Regions from separate parts of the Mus musculus genome. Here region 2 is linked to region 1. Evidence: chromatin contacts called from public HiChIP or PLAC-seq data. All regions are on one chromosome and are shown on one strand. The core of a region is the stretch at or near the end of the contact, and the rest is flanking DNA. Distances in the headings are between cores, read along the strand shown. Region 1 holds the start of Tctex1d1 (Tctex1 domain containing 1). Region 2 overlaps Wdr78 (WD repeat domain 78).

Region 1 (5,894 bases), core at 328-2,827:
GAGAGACAGAGAGACAGAGACAGAGAGACAGAGAGAGTGAGAGAGAGACTTGGAGAAGATAAAATGTCACTTTCCAAGTGAAACCACAGGAAAATGTGACAGCCTCGATGTGCTTCTCAGACAAAATATATATATTGAATAGAGGAAATTCTATTTTACCTAAAGTTATTTCCATAAATGGGGAAATGATGGGGGTTTTTGTTTTTGTTTGTTGTTTGTTGTTTGTTTGTTTGTTTAAGACAAGCTAGCTTGTAACTCAATATGTTGATCAGACTGGCCTGGAATTTTCAGTAATCCTCACAACTGCCCCCTTAGCTCTGAGAAAAGAGCCACTATAGCCTTGGATTTTTGAGGGCTTTTAGTTCTTGTGTCTGACAGATGGTTTTAGAGAGGAAGCAGGTCTGGTACCTGGTACCATTTACACAGGCATAGTCCAGAAGGAAGGCAGAGAATGGGAAGCTGGAAAGCGTAAAGCAGGTAGAAAAAAGCATAGGAGAGCCTGTCTGGACTGCGAGTAAGGAAGCCCCGCCCCCACGCACTACAGACCACCAGCACTGCTGCCACCGCCCCATCCTCTCCTTGAATCTTGAATCCATACGCCTCCACCTCAGCCTCCCAAGCGTTGGGGTCGTAATTACACACTACGAATCCCAACACGAAAACATAAACCACAAAAGAAAACTAAAACTTTTTTGGTAAGTAGAACATCAACAAAATGAAGTATTTTCACAACGTATATAATAATATAGTTAGAGAACTGCTAGAATATCTATCCACAGGTATAGCGTTGCATGTTAACAATAAAAGGGGAAGCCAGTTTTAAATAGAGTCAGAGGAGATGGCAGTGCCCACAAGGGGAGTCTAAAGGCCAAGCAGAGTAAGAAGAGCTACACAAGCACACTGGAAAACCAGAGATGCGTAACTTAGAGCAAGGTGTCTTCTACACCCGTGCTGATAGCAAAATGCTGGCAGACAGAATAGCAAACATTGCTGAGGGCAGTGAGAATAAAAATAGATCCAGCTGTTTAGTGCACACATCATCTGGACATTAATAATATATAAATAAATAAAATAAAAATAAAACATTAAGTTCTGTAGAGGCAGACAGCTTAATTCCTTTCATATCTCCTAGTATGACATCTCAAAGACAGAACAGCACCTGCGCACAAAACTGTCCTTCATGGACTATTTTGATCAGTGAGTGAGCAGTTATTATTGCATTATGTGAATTCTTAAGTAATTAAGTCTTTTTTGCTCTAAAATAAATTCTGCTTACAAGTCCATTATATAGTAAGTCCGGAGTGACTTGTAAGATGAATTTACAACCTAGGAAAAGTGTTTATTCAAGTGTTTGGTACAAAGCAAGCTTTATTTTAGCTTTCTTATTGAAAAAGTCCATTTGCATCTATTCCAAAAACGAAAGGAAGGGAGAAGAAGGAAGGAAGAACAAGGAGGAGAGTAAGGGTTTCCTCTGCACTGGAAATATGGCAGGGCTGGCCACACCCCTCGTTAATGACGTCACAGTCATGTGACATAGCCAGGCCTCAAACACATCCAGCATCACCTCTCCTGATTGCAGTGTGGCTTTGAAACCATGCCTCCTTCAGGCCCTGCAGGAGATGTCTATCGTCTGGCCTTGACCATCAGTTCCGTTCCTCTCAGATGAACAGTAGCCCACCACGTCAAGAGCTGGCCCTGCGCTTTTACCCACACCTATGATTGTTCTGCCAGTCTCCTGTGCTAGGTTTTACATCTGTCAGTCCAGGGCTTGACTGTTCATGGGAGGTAGGTATATTCTGTGTCCTTCGAAAAACACCCTTACTCTTGGGGAAAAAAAAAAAGCTTCCCACAAGACGATACCTTCTACTGTTTTCTCATTTCTTTAATTTGTGAAGGTTTTCAACTTCTGTTTCCACTATAGCCTTCTAAAAAGATAGGCCAATTGGGATAAGATATCATGAAACTGCATGACTTCCACAAAGACGCACCATTTACTGCTAGGAAATGAGCTGGCATGCTTTAGGTTTTAAACATAATCAGAAGGGGAAAAAAAATCCATAGATAGTCTTAGTCCCCAGTTAAGCAAGTCTCTGTATATTGTATCTTTCTCTATATATCATATTCCAGGAGCATATTTAATTTTAAATGCATCTTTTGTGTGACCATCACTCTGGACTCTGACACATCATAGGCCATAAATTTTTGTTTAAAAGCTTTTTTAAAAATTAAAAAAAAACAAAAACAAAAAAACCCACAGAACCTATAGCCTTCTTTTCTCTGTGCACTGCAATGTCTATCTATCCACTAGAGGGCAGCACATGACTTTAATGACGCGCTTCCCCATCCTTCCTGAAGGCCCTCTTATGGACATGGGTGGCCACCAGTTACAAAGCCCAGGAATTTATGTTTGTTCTCAACAGTAACTCTTATTTCAAGAAACCTGAATACAATTCTGTCCTCAAAAGTAGCTCATGTACTTCCAAGCACAGCCTGGATTTTTACATGAAACTATACATATTTTGATTTTAAAATACCTTTATATAAGATATACTTCTCTTTTCTCTTTTCCCCTACTGTGAATGTGTTTGTTGAATGCTTACACCAGTTTTTAGATCAGATTCTCAGCACATGCCTGATGCCAGTACTTGAGGAACAAAGGTGGGGAGGATCACAGAGAGTTGGAGGCCAGCCTCGTCTACCGAGCAAACCCCAAGCCAGTCAGCACTGCACAGCAAGACACTGTCTCAATTAATTAAGATAAGATTGACTGCAGCATTCTCTAGGCAATGAGACTAGGTGTCGGAAAGGATTAGCTCGGCAGGTTGGATCACAGAACTGGACTTCATCCACTTGTAGTGTTGGGACATGTAGCCAATATGTTTATTGTATTTATGCCTGCAGTTGAAAGCTTAAATGCATTTAATAAGCAGATCACGTGCTTGTCTTTAGCAATACAAATGCCTCGAGCCTCTTTGTGTAAGCCAGTGTTCTGGACTTCATTGATAAGCCCATGCTTTTAAAATATAGGAACTCCTCAATTTCTAAAAACTGTACCAAGGGGCTAGAGGGATAACTCAGTGCAAGAAACACTGGCTGCTCTTTCAAAGAACCAGGGTTTGCTTCCCAGCACCTATAAGGCAGCTCACAGCCCCAAGTGATCTGACACCCTCTTCTGGCCTCTGTGGGCACCAAGAGTTCGCATGACTCACACAGACATACCTGTAGACTAAAGATCCAGCTACCAAAAATAAAAATAACACAGAAAATAAAAGTAAAAGGAAAATATAACTAGCCCATATTATACTTCCATGTTTCTTGCTCATGCTGCAACCACTGTTAATACCTCTTAAGTCACCCATCACTCAAGTGAGGAATATATTTTAAATTTTCTGTATTCTCTTTCTTTTCTTTTTTTTTTCTGGGTTTCTCTGCATAGCCCTGGCTGTCCTGGAACTCACTCTGTAGACCAGACTGGCCTTGAACTCAAAAATCCTCCTGCCTCTGCCTCCCAAGTGCTAGGATTAAAGGCATGTGCCACCACTGCCTGGCTCCATATTCTCTTCCAGCTCTCCATGTCCAGTCTCTCACATGCTAACCTATAACTATCAGACCTTGGCTCTTTAGGATGAGTAAGGGGCTTGCTTAGCCTCAGGGAAGCCCTACCTCCTATCCTTGAGTTATTTCCTTTTCTGTTGCTGTGCTAAAACACCTTGATCTTATAGAAGGGCAGGTTTATCTGAGTTTGTGGTTCCAGAGGGGTAACTATCCATCATGGCACAGACACATGGGAGCAAGCAGCAGGCACAGCGGCTGGAGCAGGGTGCTGAAAGCTTACGTCATGGAGCACAGGCACAGAGCAGAGAGAACAACGTGTGAGTATGGCCTTAGCTCTCAAAGTCCCATCAGCAGTGACAGGCCTCCTCCACCAAAGGCCAGACCTCCTCAACCTCCCCCTAACACTGCCACCAGCTGGGGGCCAGAGGTTCGAATGCCTCTGAGCAACATTCTCATTCAACACACTACAGTCTTCAATCTGGAAAAGAAACAAACATAAACACGAAGCTCAAAAGTAAAAAAGAATCAGGCTGGAGAAATGGAGCACGCACTGGTCTGCCAGAAGAGCCAAACTCAGTTCCCAGCACCCACATCAGCTCACAGCCACCTTCCACTGCCGTTTTAGTGGGACCCAATGTCTCCGGCTTCCATGGTCACCTGAGGACATGCACACACACATACATACATACACAAACACCACTTTAAAAATTATAAAGTTAAACTTTAAAAAAAAAAAGCTTCCTGAAGTTGTAGTCCACTGGAGACATGGTCAGCCTTGAAAAGGCAAAAAGAAAGCAAGAGGTTACCCAGGCATTTTCCTCTCTGTGATCAAGGCAGCCAGGCTTCTAGTAAAGCAGCTAGGGTCTTCGCTAGGCCTCATCTCCCCCAACAAAACTGACAGCAAGCTCCCTTCACACAGCTGACCCCACTGATCTTCTAGTGGAGTCTGTTTCAACAGTGTCTATCAGTAACATCTAATGTTCCTGGTAATACCATTTTAAAACAAATACAAAACAGTCTCCTAAGCCAAATGGAATTTTTTTCCTACATAAAAGAAGGGCAGTTCAGAGACCTAGGCCACTGCTGTTCTTATCCAGTCTAGGAATCAAGCAGCCTCTGGGATCCTGCCCTCCTCCGTCACTCATTTTAGTCATGGAGGAAACTGAAGACCAGCTCCTACTGGTTAACTTACGTTTGTCGGTTTGGGGTTTTCTTGTGTTGTTTTGTTCTGAGAAATCGTTCTCAAATTCCTACCCAGTCAGTGCTGGCTGCATCACACTGGTTTGTAAGCCACAGAACTTCAGCTGCACAAAAAGGGACCAAGAATTTGCCGTTCTTTTAGTCAGAAATGTTCCCACCATTTAGGGCTCTGTTACCAAGAAAGGAGATGAGCAACACTGGAAAGAAACTGACAATGCCTACCACATGTTAATTCAAAGTTCCCTGATAATAGTGACATACTGGGAGCAATTTAAATGGTCTGGAGAAGAAATGGTTAAGGGAAATGCAAAATGTTTGTATATTAAGCTAATATTTTAACTCTGACTAAGATGCAGTGTCAAGCAAAATAGGATTATGAATGTAAAATCAAATATCTGAAAACCTTCTTTTAATACTAACAGTCATTACCTAAGCACTCTGGTTAGTAAGGTAATTTTACTCTGCACCTTTCCATGTGTTTTGCATGTTTTACAAAGAGCATACAGTATTTACATGATTACCGTGCAAAGAAAAAGACACTAGAGGCTTGGGAGAAGCCCAGCAGGTAAAGCCCTTGCTACACAAGTGTAAGAACTGGGGTAAGCCAGATGGATGTGAGAACTACCTTGTAACACCAGGGGACCGGCAGGGAAAGCAAAGAAGAGGGACGCCCAGAACAAGCTGGCTAGCCAGCCTGGATGACTCAGGAGGCTTCAGCAAGGTGGAGAGGATCAAGAATGACAGCTGACATCAACCTCTGGCTTCTACATGCATCTGCATGCACACACCCACACACAAACACACGCTTATACCTACACATTTATACACTCACACATTCAAATACACACTTATGCACACACACATACGCCTATACATATACACAGTTACACACTCACAAATACATACAGATGCAAAACAAGACTCCGAGAAACCATCTTTAACAATTCAAAAACAGACCAGCCTCTAAAACTTCTAATCTATACGTCAGACTTCAACCCCTGGTTTTTGAAAGTTCCCCAGTAGACGTCATTTTCATACCAATAATAGCACAGGGTGCACTGGCTAGTAGACTTTAATGACCCTAAGAACAGTAGCAAGAGTGGTTGTTCCCTTTGTATTTTAAAGCCAGCTGATATGAA
Region 2 (5,838 bases), core at 31-2,530, 53 kb after region 1:
TAATGCCTTTATTTCTCAGCTAGGCTTGATGAAGACAAGAGAAAAAAATATAAATTAAAAGGAATTAAAATAAAATGAATACATTTTCAACTAAATCAAATTTTTATTTTTCTTACTCAAAGTAACACAGTTTAATATTTTTTAGAAAGCCAACCACAGTGACTTACGCCAGCAGAAAATATCTAATCTTTATGACCTGGCCTAAACCCAAGAGCCAGCTAAAATCGCCTTGCTTTTGTCTAACACATAGCTCCAAAGAAATGGAGACCATGAAGCAATGGCTATGCGTAGTAGGTAGTTCTCACTGCCCTGTGGACTCTTATCACCACCATAGACACAAAAGATCTCCAAATTTTTTGTGAAATTTACACACCCTGGCTTCTTTCCTCCACTCAAAACACCTTACAGAAAAGGCTGTCACGCCCTATGGCCCCATTCAACACCTGAACACTAGTTAGGGTGACCCACATGGATAACCCCTTCCAAGTCTGTGTGGGTGTGTGTGGGGGGTTGTGTGTGTGTGGGTGTATACCCACCCTTACTGCCCAGTCTCTGTCTAGACTACTTTAGAAAACACCCTGACCTGGTCTGTATGTCTGAGACCTTCTGTTTTCTTTCTAAGACAATTTAAGTCTGGCCTCAATGCATTTGACTCTGCAGATGACTCTGGTCCTTTGAGAGGAAGCTAGCAATGCATTTCGGATTATTGTTCCCCTGCTGACAGATAAGTGGGATGCTGGCTAGCCAGCATATGTGATGCTTATATCTGTTGTTCTGTCCTGTAGCTTGCCAATCGGTGGGACAAAGTTCTGTAGTTTCAGGCTCAGGTTTAAGTGGGGAGCACTGATGTTCTGAGTCCCGTGTGAGTGCTCACTGTGCTCCCCGAGGTGGCAGTGCAGTTGGAAGCCCCCAAAGCCAAGCTTGGGAAGTTAGTTTGACACTGTTGGAATTGTGTTTTCTAATGACTGTGTCTTAAGTAATCCTCAAAGTGTCTGAATTTTTTAAGAAGCCATTTTCTAAGCTATTGGGATATTTTATAGGTATACATACTTGCTAATAAGTATTTTAAATATGACCAAGAAGTGGAACAGAAATATCTTTAGAAAATTAAGACAATCCCAGCACAAATCTTTAGCTTATCTTAAATTACAAACTAATCCCTTGTTTCTGAAATAAAAGCTAAGTCAATTGGAATGGAAGTTGTAGCCTACATACTGCTCTCTTCAAGTCAGACTCTTAAGCTTACAGCAGATGATGTTGGTCCCTTTCCGTTAGAGAAGAACAAAGCGTAAGGAGAGTGACAGATCATCCTGTGTGGTTTGTCTTGGGCCCAAGCAGAATGTTGATTACGTCTCCCTGAAAAGGAAGGAAAACCACACAATTACAATACAATAAAATCCAACCTGAACAGTAAAGCTGTCGTTAAAATGCCATTTGAAAGTTGTAAGTTAGATGTCCGCCTTTAATGCGTACCCAACAAGACTGTAAAAGAGGAGAGCAGCAGAGCAAGGCTTAAATAATGACAGTGGCTTCCTGGCATAAAGCTGCTTTCCTAGGGGATGCCTCTTTTTATGAAGCTGGACAAACATTTTTACAGGGATTTTATGGAAAGACAGGGTTAGCAGCACCTCCTGTTTGCCCTCCGTGCCTCAGCCTGAGCTTCCTCGCTTGCACTTCCTGACCTGTCCGTGGCTGACTTCTTCATTTCCATGTGGGTTTGTATTTTCACGTATTGATACTTATTTGTACTAGAAAACCACGAGATGATCACATAGAAGAGGGTGAAAACTACGGATGAGGCGGAGGGGGAGAAAAAAACGTAGAGTAGACCAAGCAGTCAAGCCATGTCTTCTCTACCACACGGCAGAAAGGGTCCTGAGAAAACTTGAAGATGATGGGAGATGGAAATGCCAACCATTCCTAAGTGCTAAACACTAACAGCCCCTGTATCTCAGAAGTCACTTCCCATCCTCTGGCTTGTACTGCACTTGCTGCCTCTGGCACTTCCTCGTTCTGCAGTTTCCACTTAACAAGCCCAGCCGGAGCCAGCCTCCACGTGCTTTTCAAATCTGTCTCTCACTCGGGCTAATGAAATGGATCAGTCCTGTAGTTTGCTCAGTGATGTATCCTGAGTCCCTAAGACAGACACAGTCATGCTGTGCATGATCTGACCAATCAAAGAATGCCTTCATAGCTTTCAACAGTACTCTATTACATGTCTATATTTTTTAAACATTCTACCATTGAAATATTCTCCTTTAGTTTATACATACACACACACACACATTAAGCAAAAAAAAAAATATATATATATATGGCAAATATCTGCCATAGTAGTCAATGAAGTATATACGAGTACTCTCTACAGACTAGCCATGGAAAAGGTTTTTCCTAAAAGGCCCAATGAATTAACTTCCACTGAGTTTCCAAACTCTAACTCTTTAAAGCAAAACTTAAGCCACCCAGCGATCAACCATCATCATGTGAAGGAAAGGGCTGGTGTTTCTGCTGTCACAAAAGATAATGGTTAGTACATACTACCAAAGGTTAGCTGTACTAAAAAGTTATAATTGCAAGCCCTGGACCTGGTCTCATGTTTCTGTCAGACAGGAACCTGTTAGCCATTAAGCAAGATGGGCACTGCTTTGGCAATAACTCCTGTGTTCTCTTTGTTTTCTGTGGCTAATAAACCTTTCTCTGTTCTTTTACACCTTGGCTATACTTACTTCAGCCTTTTAGTTCTCAAGATGTGGACCATGGCGTTTGCTTACATTACTGCTAACCAGAGTCCATTTGCTGGGCCAGGGCTGGAGCCACCCTTCGGCCTTGTATTATCTCCTACGCTGGAGTCCTCTAGGAAGCACCGAAATGTTAGAAATCATTCCACTTCAAGCTCTCAGAACTCAAGAATGAAAACCCTTCTCCTGAAGAAGCCCACAGATGTTGACTGGCAGTGAGAGAAAGAACATGGGGTCCAAAAGCAATCCAATGAGCACAAGGCACAAGGGCTGCATGGTTTAACTTTCTTTGTTTACAAAATACATACCCAAATAATCAATGAATACAGACTGGAGAGACAGCTCAGGCTCTCCAGGGGAAAAGCAATCACCTCATAAGCATGGGGACCTGAGTTCAAATCCCTAGCACCTGCATAAAAAGCTGGATGTAGTCCTGTGAGTGCCTGTAACCCCAGCACTGTGGGTGGCCAGAGACAGGAGTTGCTGACTGCCAATCTAGCTCCAGCATCAGTAGGAGTGAGTCTCTGATGCCCTCCCCACTTACATCTCACATACACACACACACACACACACACACACACACACACACACACACACACACACTCACACACACACACACTACATACACACCAAATCAACAAAGGTCACTTTGGCGTGTACATTTTTTTTTTTAATAAAAGAAACAAACCTTTCCTATACAGGGAGATGCACATGTGTATGTGTATGTGCACATGCCAGGCTGTCAGTGTGGAAATCACTGAGCAGCTTTATGGAGTCAGTTCTCTCCTTCCATCCTCCCATGGGTTCAAGGAATTGAACTCGGGTCACCAGGCTTGCTGCTGAGCTGGCTTGATGGCCCTGAAGTTGCCTTTGTAGACCTTCCTCATCCCGTGCTTCTCCCTGTGGTCACTTCCCGAAAGCAGCTTTAGAAATGTGGTATACATCTTTCCTACAGATAAACCCATACGCCTTCCAAACCTCTGACACACTCTTGGTTGAAGTTATTGGAAAAAGTTATTGATCATGTCTCTCTCTCTCTCTCTTTAGACAAATTTATTATTAGATATTTTCTTCATTTACATTTCAAATCTATCCCAAAAAGTCCCCTATACTCTCCCCCAGCCCTGCTCCCCAACCCACCCACTCCTGCTTCCTGGCCCTGGCATTCCCCTGTACTGGGGCATATAATCTTTATGAGACCAAGGGCCTTTCCTCCCAATGATGGCCAACTAGGCCATCTTCTGCTACATATGCAGCTAGAGACATGAGCTCTGGGGGTACTGGTTAGTTCATATTATTGTTCCTCCTATAGGGTTACAGACCCCTTCAGCTCCGATGTCTCTTGATAAGAAGTGCTTCATTTTGTTACTGGGGTTAAAACTGTTAATGGAAAAGGAGGGCTAAATTATGCTCACAGAAATATCACTAAACCTTTTAAAGGCAGTGACTACAATCATGAAAATATACTCATTAATGTACGGCACACATTTATCAACAGAAAAATTTGCTCACAAGCCTTGAAATCATCAAAGCACACAGATAATAATTTATTTAAAACCATTCACACCCTTTCAAGTTTAATTTCTGTTTGTAGAACATACTATTCTAATTAAAAGATGGTTCTAGTCAATAAATATTCAAATATAAAAATGAACCATATCATACTTCTCTAGCTATGTGTTCAGTAAAGATAGGAATTTTTTGTTTGTTTCTTATTTCAAGTGCATGTGTGCATGTGTGCATGCATGCATGCATGCATGTGTGCAGTTTCTATTTGCCGAAATAGGGTCTCAGCTCTGTAGACAGACTGGACTGAAGCTCACCATGGATCCTACTCTGATTTTAAACTTACACCCTTCCTCCCCCGAGTATTCCTCTTATACACTTACCTAAAATTTGTCCGATTATGATAGTAATATACATATCATCAAGTTTCTGTATTTGTAGAGATCCATATGAAAGTGGTAAAGTGGTATATTTCATTTATCCAGTCCTGTGGGAAGCCGCAAACGCCATTACAAGATGGCACTGGTTTCTATAAGCCGACGCCCATGATTATGGGTAAACAACCAATGTGCGCATGTGCATAAGAGTTTTTTGCTGAGTCACTGCCTGGCCCGATGCATATTAATGAGGTACTGGTAGCATAACCAATCAGGTATGGACGCGTCACTCCTAGGCCTATATAAGCAGCGCCATTTCTGGGCTCAGGGTCTTTCACCTATGTAGTCCAGCTCTCCCAATAAACATGTGCAGAATGATCCTTTTGTGGTGTCGTTCTTGCTGGCGAGTCGGGCGCGTACAAGTCCACTCTTGGTAATCATCTAGAATTACTTCTGATTTATCAACATAGACACATGACTGCTACAAGCAGATCCTTTGCTTTCTCAATAGTGTATCTTCAACTGTTTATTATTATTCTCATGCCTCTCTCTATGTGTACTGCATGTGGTTCCCTTAGATGCCAGAAGAGGGCAGATGTAACGGATGCCCTGGAGCTGGAGCTATAGGCGGTTGTGGTTGGATGCCCGGAAGCGAACATGTATCCTTTGTAAGAGCATTGAGCTCTCTTAACTTCTGAGACGTGTCTTCAGCTCTCATTAGTAGTTTTCAGCCCAACTCCATAGTAAAAGTATCATGACAAACAGACGAGCCTGAAGCCTGCCAAGTGAGGCACTGAGGTAGGCAGAAGTGAGGCACTTCTGTGAGATGCTGCCTTACTCCCTAACCCACACGTCTATTTGATACACATCTCAGCAAAGTGAGAGATAACATCTTAAATTATCTTATTTTATATAAAAATTATATAAAATACTTACAATTTTATTCTTTTTAAAATGATAAAAAGTATTGTGTATAAAACCAAAATATAATTTTAATATTTTCTGTATAAAGAAATTTTTACATACTTCTTATTTTAATATTCACTTATGCATTAAAGGATTTACCATATCAGGTTTCCTGATATTTGCTATATAAATGTCTTCCTGGGGAAGCTAGACTGACAGTCATATACTAAAAAACAGAATGAAAGTATATAGTCTACTGGGTTGCCATGTTACATGGCACTTCAAACTCTGTCACATAAGGGTAGACTAAG

The links. HiChIP or PLAC-seq counts read pairs in DNA pulled down with a chosen protein or histone mark.
Region 2: a contact with region 1 is called in a BATF HiChIP or PLAC-seq map of CD8 T cells, with 13 read pairs. The contact joins the enhancer-like site here to the promoter of Tctex1d1 in region 1. A contact is called at or near these places in 5 of 39 promoter capture datasets (3T3-L1-derived adipocytes, hippocampal neurons, macrophages and 2 more), 2 of 15 datasets of contacts at CTCF or cohesin (CD8 T cells and the NIH/3T3 cell line), 9 of 484 Hi-C or Micro-C datasets (CD4 T cells, CD4 single positive thymocytes, CD8 T cells and 6 more), 4 of 115 datasets of contacts at active chromatin or transcription factors (CD8 T cells, double positive thymocytes, embryonic stem cells and 1 more) and 3 of 9 other capture datasets (adipose tissue, liver and pancreatic islet).

Annotation. Positions count from the first base shown.
Region 1 is chr4:102,984,802-102,990,695 of GRCm38.p6, forward strand. Tctex1d1 (Tctex1 domain containing 1) reads left to right here and starts at 1,578. Exons shown (of 5, transcript NM_001163767.1): 1 at 1,578-1,785; 2 at 3,755-3,872. The coding sequence starts at 3,772. It overlaps Gm12709 (predicted gene 12709), which reads right to left and starts at 4,954. Exons shown (of 4, transcript NR_040444.1): 1 at 4,748-4,954.
Region 2 is chr4:103,037,986-103,043,823 of GRCm38.p6, forward strand. Wdr78 (WD repeat domain 78) reads right to left here. Exons shown (of 17, transcript NM_146254.4): 17 at 80-1,356. The coding sequence ends at 1,306. Among named protein-coding and RNA genes, the nearest start is that of Insl5, 14 kb to the left of the region's middle. Within about 2 kb of position 1,281, at least 36 of the 459 cell types and tissues checked have an H3K27ac peak or open chromatin away from gene starts, as enhancers often do. A contact at or near this core is called in CD4 single positive thymocytes, CD8 T cells, DN2 thymocytes and 6 more, where this site is marked.